2 separate regions of the Sus scrofa genome follow, and region 1 is linked to region 2. The links are chromatin contacts, called in public HiChIP or PLAC-seq maps. All regions are on one chromosome and are shown on one strand. The core of a region is the stretch at or near the end of the contact, and the rest is flanking DNA. Distances in the headings are between cores, read along the strand shown.

Evidence for each region. HiChIP or PLAC-seq counts read pairs in DNA pulled down with a chosen protein or histone mark.
Region 1: a contact with region 2 is called in an H3K27ac HiChIP or PLAC-seq map of skeletal muscle, with 8 times the contacts expected there. The contact joins two enhancer-like sites. A contact is called at or near these places in 7 of 47 Hi-C or Micro-C datasets (embryonic fibroblasts, epiblast stem cells, heart right ventricle and 2 more) and 1 of 2 datasets of contacts at active chromatin or transcription factors (skeletal muscle).

What each region holds. Positions count from the first base shown.
Region 1 is chr5:7,956,643-7,961,071 of Sscrofa11.1, forward strand. It overlaps MKL1 (MKL/myocardin-like protein 1), which reads left to right. Exons shown (of 16, transcript XM_021092835.1): 6 at 844-899; 7 at 3,708-3,783. Among named protein-coding and RNA genes, the nearest start is that of SGSM3, 59 kb to the right of the region's middle. Within about 2 kb of position 2,584, at least 7 of the 83 cell types and tissues checked have an H3K27ac peak or open chromatin away from gene starts, as enhancers often do. A contact at or near this core is called in skeletal muscle, where this site is marked.
Region 2 is chr5:7,683,011-7,687,257 of Sscrofa11.1, forward strand. No RefSeq gene overlaps it. Among named protein-coding and RNA genes, the nearest start is that of MCHR1, 53 kb to the right of the region's middle. Within about 2 kb of position 1,606, at least 1 of the 83 cell types and tissues checked has an H3K27ac peak or open chromatin away from gene starts, as enhancers often do. A contact at or near this core is called in skeletal muscle, where this site is marked.

The DNA of each region.
Region 1 (4,429 bases), core at 1,334-3,833, 270 kb after region 2:
TCAAGCAGCAGAAGTGAAACTGACCATGATCTTATAAATTCCTCCTTACTGCTGTTCCCTGCTTGAAGTGAATCAGGCCCTTACCCTCTCATCCTCAGGGTGTCCTGCTGAGTTTTAACACAAGCTCTCTTCGTGATGCTGCATCCTTAGAGGGTTCTGCTTTGATCTCTCCACCTCGGTGCTGTTTACTGAGTCGAGAACTGCGGCCCCAGAACAGAGCTGAGTCTTGGGCGGGGGCTGCAGGGAGCCCTTCTGGTCAGCACTGGGTGTGTGCACCAGGGTTAACCATAGAGTCCCTGTGAAGTTCTTTTAGTCCTTCAAGGTGAAATTCAGGTTAATTTTAGCAGCACTATTAATATCAGCTGAGCTGAAGAAGGAAATGGCACCCAAGCAGACGTGTGTCTTTTTGGTTTAATTGCCCCATTCAGACCGTTTGGTTGCTTTGCGATTCCTGATGAGATTGAAGAGGGAGAGCAGGTGGACGCCGCTTGCAGCCCTGCTCCGTGTCCCCATCTTCCTGAGAGTAAAGGGAGGCCCGGCAGGCCTTCTTGGAGGGTTGCCTGCTCATGGAGGATTCTGTTACAGTTCTATTCCATGGGTGCTCTTTCTGGAGCCCAGGCTTAGGCAGGGACTCTCCACTGGGAACAAAGTAACCGAACTGTTTCGAGGGGGAGCTGAAGCACCGAGCTGTGTGCTTGCTCAGGTGCCGTTTTCTTCCTCACTTCAGCTGGTGCTGAGTCCTGCTAAAATCAACTTGAATTTAAGACGCCTTCTCCACTGTAAATTGGAAGTAGACATCATGCTTCACTATAAAGTAATCTTTTATGATTCTTTTCCCAACAGCTTTGAAAAGTCCAGCTGCATTTCATGAGCAGAGAAGGAGCTTGGAGCGGGCCAGGGTAAGGCACCTTCCCTCCCCAAGGATTCCCAGGAGCATTTTCAGAGCCTATTACGTTGCGGGTCCTCTTCCTTCCAGTCGGGCATGTCTCCAGGGTCAGCCCAGGTCTCACAGTTGTAAATATAAGGTGCTGCCTTTTCCGCTTCATCCCCCCTCCTCCCCGTGTCCCCCAGCGTGGTGACATGGACCGTGATGAGAAAGAGTTTCCTCCTCTGGTGCATGCGAGTGTGCAGTGGTCGCCTCTCTCCCTTGGCTTTGTTCACCACTAGTATTTCCATCTTTAATTCCACTTAGCCTTTTGTAGCTGTTAGGATGTGGACAGCAGCCATGGAAAAGCTTGCCAAGTGGTGGTCCCCCCGTGTCCGTGGCCACACTCCCCACACCTCTCCGGGGTGGGCATCCCGAGGGGCTGGAAACCTCACCGGTCTCCACGTGCCTGAGAGCCAGGGTCCACTGGAGGCCGTCGAAGCAGAAGCTGCGCCCCGCTCTGGGCTCAGGTTCACGCCACAGCACCTGGCTCGTTGCCCTATCCCCTCAGTTTCGGTTCCCTCGGGGGCCTCAGGGGGATATTCAGCTGCCCATTGTGGGCAGAGATGGGGAAGTCTCCAGAACATGCTTCCCCCTCTCAGCCCCTTTGCTTTTTTCTTTTTTTGTAAAAAACACGGGAAGAGAACCTCCTCAAATTGAGAATCATGGGCCGTGGCTCCCTAAGACACAGCTCCTTTAGAGATGCTAAAGTAGTCACTTCCAAGACATATCTTAACTGTCCTCTATGCTTAGTTTAACACATTTCTAAAGAAAATTATGATTAATTCTTTGAGTGGGAAGAACGAGGTCCCAGGTACTGGGAACCAAAAGAGCGACCAATTGCACTGTGTCTGTTGCCGAGAACATGAGTGGATCTGGGAGTTGGGGGGATGGGGGAGCAATGACATCGCCTGGGCCCCCGCCCAGTCTTAAGACTTGGCCCCACGTTGTGGACTGCTTCTTAAAGGCGAAGAGTAAATCCACACTAATCAGAACCGCTGCTAGCTCATTGAGCACTTTGATATGTGAGATTATATTCTTGTTTACGCTCACATCAGCGATTATGAATTAGGTGTTATTATCGTCATCCTAAAGATGCAGCTGTGGAGGTCCCGTCATGGCTCACTGGTTAGCGAATCCGACTAGGAACCATGAGGTTTCAGGTTCGATCCCTGGCCTTGCTCAGTGGGTTAAGGATCAGGCATTGCTGTGAGCTGTGGTGTAGGTCACAGACGTGGCTCGGATCCCGCATTGCTGTGGCTCTGGTGTAGGCCAGTGGCTATAGCTCTGATTAGACCCCTAGCCTGGAAACCTCCATATGCTGCAAAATGCGGCCCTAGAAGAGACAAAAAAAAAAAAAAAAAGAAAAGAAAAGATGCAACTGGAAGTTCACTAACTTGTCCAGCCAGTAAGTGGCAAACTGGAATTCAAACCTTGGTCTGTGGACTCCAGTTCCTTTTCAGTACAGTGTTCACCCTCAGCCTCGGCCCCCCTTGAGAACTTCGGACAGCCTAGAAAATATGCCTCCCTCTCTTGTCTCTGAAGACCTGTGGTGTCCGACACTTCTGCAGCAGCTACGGCAGTACTTCTATCCACTGCAGATGGGTGATCGGCCCAACCGCTATCAGCCATCTCCCGGCGAGCTGGGCACTCTTCCAGGGCTGGCACAGAACTGCCTAGTCAGAGTACCAAGGCCGGGGCAAGGGCCAAGGCCAGGCCAAGGAGCAGGTCTTTACCTCGCTACATGCAGGCAGTATCTCTGATACTGTGTTTTCTGCTCTGCTCTGCTTTGTCTTGTCCTGTCTTGTCTTGTCCCGTCCTACCCTGTGCTGGTCGTGACCCACTTAATGGCCCTGATCTATGGTTTGAAAGACTACGGTGCAAAAGTTAAGAGGCTCTGGAGCTCTGGAGTCAGACGCATCTGGGCTCATGTATATATAACGTGAGCACCGGGCACTGGGCTGGCTCCGGGGCTGTTGAGGGAATGGTTTGATTTGCCTGGAGTCTTGGCAGTGCAGAAATGAGGACGTGGGGCTGTAAGGAACTAGAGCTGTGACACCATGTATCATAGTATTCCACTTGGCAGCCATTCAGAATGAATAGAAGATGCTCATGATAGCAGGCAATGCCAGATTTTTTGAAACAAGATATAAAATTATATTCAGTATGATTACAGCTCTGCAAAATTAAATTTAATCTTCCTCATGGGAGAGTGATTGGAAACAAATATCCAAAAATAGTGACAGTAGATTAATGATTTTTGTTGTTTTACTTTCTAATTTTAAAATTTTTCTTTGATGAATATATATTACTTTTAGGACAGTAAAAGTAATAGATTTGAAAGTGTATTAGTAGTTCAGGAGCTCTCCAGACGCTCAGGCGTTTAAGGATCCAACGTTGTCACTGCTGTGGTACAGGTTCGATCCCTGACCTGGGAACCTCTGCATGCTGAGGGTGTGGCATGCATACACACATAAATAACTAAGTAAATAACAGATTAAATAACAAAATTAAATATGTATATATTAGTAGTCCAGCCTTAGATGGTGTTGGCAGATGGATGGTGCCCTTGGCAGGTGTGTTGAAAGTGGATGCGTCCTGCCCAGGCCTCACTCCTCAGGCCTCCCCTCGCGTCAGGACCCTGTCACCTCCAGGCTGTGGTCTTGGGGGCTGCAGAGGTTACTCATAGCAGCCATTAAAGCCACGGCTGCTTTTTGGTTCTGACTGTGCCATAAGCTTGGGCCCTGGATTTGAGAGCTGCTTGGTGTGGTTTTTTTTGTAGACAGAGGACTATCTGAAACGGAAGATTCGTTCCCGGCCGGAGAGATCGGAGCTGGTCAGGATGCACATTTTGGAAGGTGTGTTAGATTGGAAATGCTTCTTCATCTAAATCCTGTTTTCAGTCCTGTACCACCCACATTTCTTCTTCCCTCTTTCTTGGCGCTCCCAGTTCTGTTACCAGTGGGTAAGCCAGGGCCTTACCATAGTAAAACAGCAGGGCTGTGGTAGCCACCACTGGTTTTTGGGAATTCCTGAAGAAGCACAATCAATCAAATTCTCTTAGGTAACTTCCCTTTCTCTGTGGCCACGTGGTGGCCTTCATCAAACCTTGGTATGGAATCCTGTCCTCTAAATCTGGTTTTAATGTGTGTTTACTTTTAGTTTTTATTCATTCATTCATCTATCCATCCTCCATTCATTCACTCACTTGGTATTTACTCACGCACCTGTGAAGTACAAGCAAGATCACCCAGACGTACTCCCCCTCCCCCCACCACCCCAACACTTCTTTCTGCCTTCCGGGCAGGGAAAGGTTTTGGCCGTGGAAAGCGTTTCGAGTCTATCCATTTTTTGTTTGGTTTTGAACCCTCTTTGGGATTGGAAGACGACTTTCGTCATCCAAGCCCTAGTCTTCGAAGGTGAAGACACAGAGACTCCGAGCAGGGGGATGGGCTGTCCTGGTAACACAGCAGGCTTGAGGGAGCAGAGAGACCAGCTCTGTAG
Region 2 (4,247 bases), core at 356-2,855:
ACAGCAGAAACGAATCCACCTAGGAACCATGAGGTTGTGAGTTCGATCCCTGGCCTTGCTCAGTGGGTTAAGGATCCAGTGTTGCCATGACCCATGGTATAGGTTGCAGACGCAGCTCAGATCCCACATTGCTATGGCATAGGCCGGCTACTGTAGCTCCAATTAGACCCCTAGCCTGGGAATCTCCATATGCCGTGGGTGCAAACCTTAAAAAAAAAAAAAAAAAAAAAAAAAGGAGATCAAACTATGCCAAATTTTGTAACTTTTTCGTTTTAAATATAATTTGATGTCAATAAATATGTCATCATTTAAGTTGTTAGATAAAATCACATCATACGAATATAGTTAGGCTCCTTTATGTTGTTTCTAGTTTTTTGCTATTACAAATAATGTGATAAAGTCCTTAGTATATGATACTTTTTATATTTTCTGATTACCTTTTTTTTTTTTTCCTTTTTTAGGGCTGCACCCTCGGCATATGGAGGTTCCCAGGCTAGGGGTCCAATCAGAGCTACAGCTGTCGGTCTACGCCAGAGCCACAGCAATGCTGGATCTGAGCCTCGTCTGCAACCTGCACCACAGCTCACGGCAACGGCAACGCCGGATCGTTAACCCACTGAGCAAGGCCACGGATCGAACCCGAAACCTCATGGTTCCTAGTCAGATTCGTTAACCACTGCACCATGACAGGAACTCCTGATTTTTCTTTAAGAGAAATTTCCAGGAATCCAGTTATTGGATCAAAAGATATGCCTAGTGTGACGTCATGTAGTTATTAAATTAAAACGTCCCCCTATTTATTCCTTCGTGTTCATTGTCACCTTGGAATACATTTGTGAACATTTTCTTTCTCTTTTCACCCTACTTTGGCAAACTACGGAAGAAATTCCATTCTGAGTGTGATAGGGAAGAAGAATTGTACTCAGCCAGGGGCTGAGCTTTACATGCTTTTTCATGTAATCCTCATACCAGTTCTGTGGAATTCAGAGTTAAATGAGGTATATAAAGTGTTAGAGGAGTTTAGATTGGCTGAAAATTAGATTTCTTCTGGCAGAGGGCTGGGATCGTTGAGTATCACATACTAAAGTATAATAATTTATTGAGAACTTACATTATGCAAGTTGCTGTACTAGGTGCATTATATATATTATCTTATTTAATCCTCCCGCAAAGGTTCCAAAGCCCATGTACTTGCCATAGTTCTCCCCTTTGAGCTTTGGTTCCAAGGCTGCATGCTGGCTCCTCCTGTGCCTTTGCTAGATGGCAAATTCTTTTTTTTTTTTTCCCCGAGGCTTATTTTATGATTTTTTATTGTAGTTGATTTACAATATTCTGTCAATGTCTGCTGTACAGCAAAGTGACCCAGTTATACATCTATATTAAAATTCTTTCGCATTATCCTCCATCATGTTCCATCACAAGTGACTAGATAATTCCCTGTGCTATACAGCAGGCTCTCATTGCTTATCCACTTGAAATGCTGTAGTTTGCATCTACTAACCCCAGACTCCCAGTCTGTTCCATTCCTTCCCCCTCCCTCTTGGCAACCACAAGTCTGTTCACGTCCACGAGTTCGTTTCGGATGGCAAATTCTAAAGGGCAGGAACTTGCTATTTAAATCGTGTTACGAAGCACCATGAACGTGGGGTTCCATTGGCCACGTCCCTCCCTTTATGCTTTATGATTGTGACAGGAGACCCAAAGAAGACTTTTGCAATTTGTCTTTATTGACGTTTTAATGTATAAATAAGCTATTTGATAGAGAATGGCTGTTTTTTGCAGTTGCAGACACAGAGAAACCTTCAGGCCACCAGAGGGCATTGCAGTCAGCCTCTATCATCTTCATTCTAAATCACAGCTGACAGACATGCCTAGTGAAATTTGTTCCCAGTTAAACCAAAAAAAGAAGCATTCTTAGACTCAATGAGCAATCTGAATAGGACCTGTGGCTTGAACCTGGCAGAGCACTACCTCGAAGCACCCTTTTAATCTACAAAAGCAAAGAATGGATTAGGTAGTATTTTGCTAAAATTATACTTACTTTTTCCTTTCCCCAGGGATCTGCCTAAACTTTTAATTTGTCATCCATAATGTAAAATCTTCTCTTAGCCAGATAGTGAAGCTAGCAGCTTTCAATATCAATTGAAATTGACAGTAGAGGAGTTCCCATCGTGGCGCAGTGATTAACGAATCCGACTAGGAACCATGAGGTTGCAGGTTCGGTCCCTGCCCTTGCTCAGTGGGTTAACGATCCGGCGTTGCCGTGAGCTGTGGTGTAGGTCGCAGACGCGGCTCGGATCCTGCGTTGCTGTGGCTCTGGCGTAGGCTGGCAGCTACAGCTCCGATTAGACCCCTAGCCTGGGAACCTCCATATGCCAAGGGAGCGGCCCAAGAAATGGCAAAAAGACAACAACAAAAAGAAATTGATAGTAGAGAAACAACCGACACCATTTTTGTTCAGTAGCATCTACCTCTTTACTAGTTTTTCCTGACATTAAAAACTTGCAAAATTGGCTGATCCACCATTGAGTAACTCCCTCATTTCACCATCTGATAGAAGTGCCAGTGGGCATAAAAAATTATTAAAAGGCAGAGCAGGAGGAGAAGAGGTAAAAGATATTTTGACAACCCATGAATTTAAAAACCAATTTAAATCTTTACTAAACAAGTGTTTATTAAGTTTTTTATGTAAACAGGTAAATCTTTCCACATAATCTGAAATAAATTTTCTAATATTGAAGCTTCTAAGTTGTAGCCAGCTGGAACTCTCCTTGATCTATGCCCCAGGAACATTTGAGATACTAATTTATTTCACAAATGCTTTGGGGGTTTTTGTTACTGTTTTTATTTATGGCTGCACCTGCGGTATATGAAAGTTTCTGGACCAGGGATCAAACCTGTGCCTCCAAAGCAACCCAAGTCACTGCAGTTGGATTTTGTTTGTTTGTTTTTGTCTTTTTAGGGCTGCACCAGTGGCATATGGAAGTTCCCAGGCTAGCAGGATAGGGGTCAAATTGGAGCTACAGCTGCAGGCTGATGCCACAGCCACAGCAACTTGAGATCCAAGCCACATCTGTGACATACCACAAGCTCACGGCAACACTGGATCCTTAACCCACTGGGAGAGGCCAGGGGTTGAACCTGCGTCCCCATAGATACTTGTCAGGTTCATTACCATTGAGACAAGACGGGAACTCCTGCCACAGCGGAAGCTCCACAAATATTTTTGTATCCGGGACTTGATAAGCACTGGCATACAGATATGAAGGATAATTAATCTTTGTATGTTGCTTCGTAGTTTCTAAAACAATCTGGCACCTACCCTTTGACTCGGTACTCCCTTTATGCCTCTGAGATTCGTGGGGCAGTAGATGTTATCTCCCTTTTACAGGTGGGGAGATGGACTCCAATGGTGAAATGACTTGTTCACGGTTTCACGGCTAGTGGCAGAGCAGGACTCCGGCGGAGGTTTCCTACCCCTAAATCCCATCCTTTGCCATAGCACCATGCTGTCTTCCTAGAAGAAGTGAGCCTCTTACTCTCCAGGGAGGACCTAAGGGATGTAATATGCCAGAGGACCAGGGTTAGAAATAGACACAGTAGAGCCACTTGGTGGTTTTGATTGTTTAAAGCTTAATAAGCAGCTGAGCAAATAAGTTCAAAATTTTACCAGTACTATTTCTCTTTTTTTCCAAAAATGGAAGGTAGGTTCAGTAGGCAAGCAATGAAAAAAATTTTTTCCCTATTTGGTTGACATATTTACGAGGAATTTAACTCTTTCAAGTCTGTGAGTCCCTGCATCTTCCCCTAAGGGAATGTCCATGTTAAAAAGAGCAGGCCTAGAGAGTTCCTGTTGTGGCTCAGTGGAAACGAATCTGACTCGCAGCCACAAGGTTGCAGGTTCAGTCCCTGGCCTCACTCACTGGGTTAAGGATCTGGCATTGCTGTGAGCTGTGGTGTAGGTCACAGACACAGGTTGGATCCTGCGTTGCTGTGGCGTAGGCCGGAAGCTGTAGCTCCAATTGGACCCCTAGCCTGGGAACTTCCACATGCTAACGGTGCAACCCTAAAAAGCAAAAAAAAAAAAGAGAGAAAGAACAGACCCATCATTTGAGTGTCAAGCCTGAGTAAGGCTGTCCCGAACACAGAGGTCTTTGTGTGCTTTTCATTTCCTGGGTAATTTTTGGAATACCCCGGCTAGAGCTCTATCAGGTAGCTTCTGCTTTAGGTTATATCTCTCTGTTTAG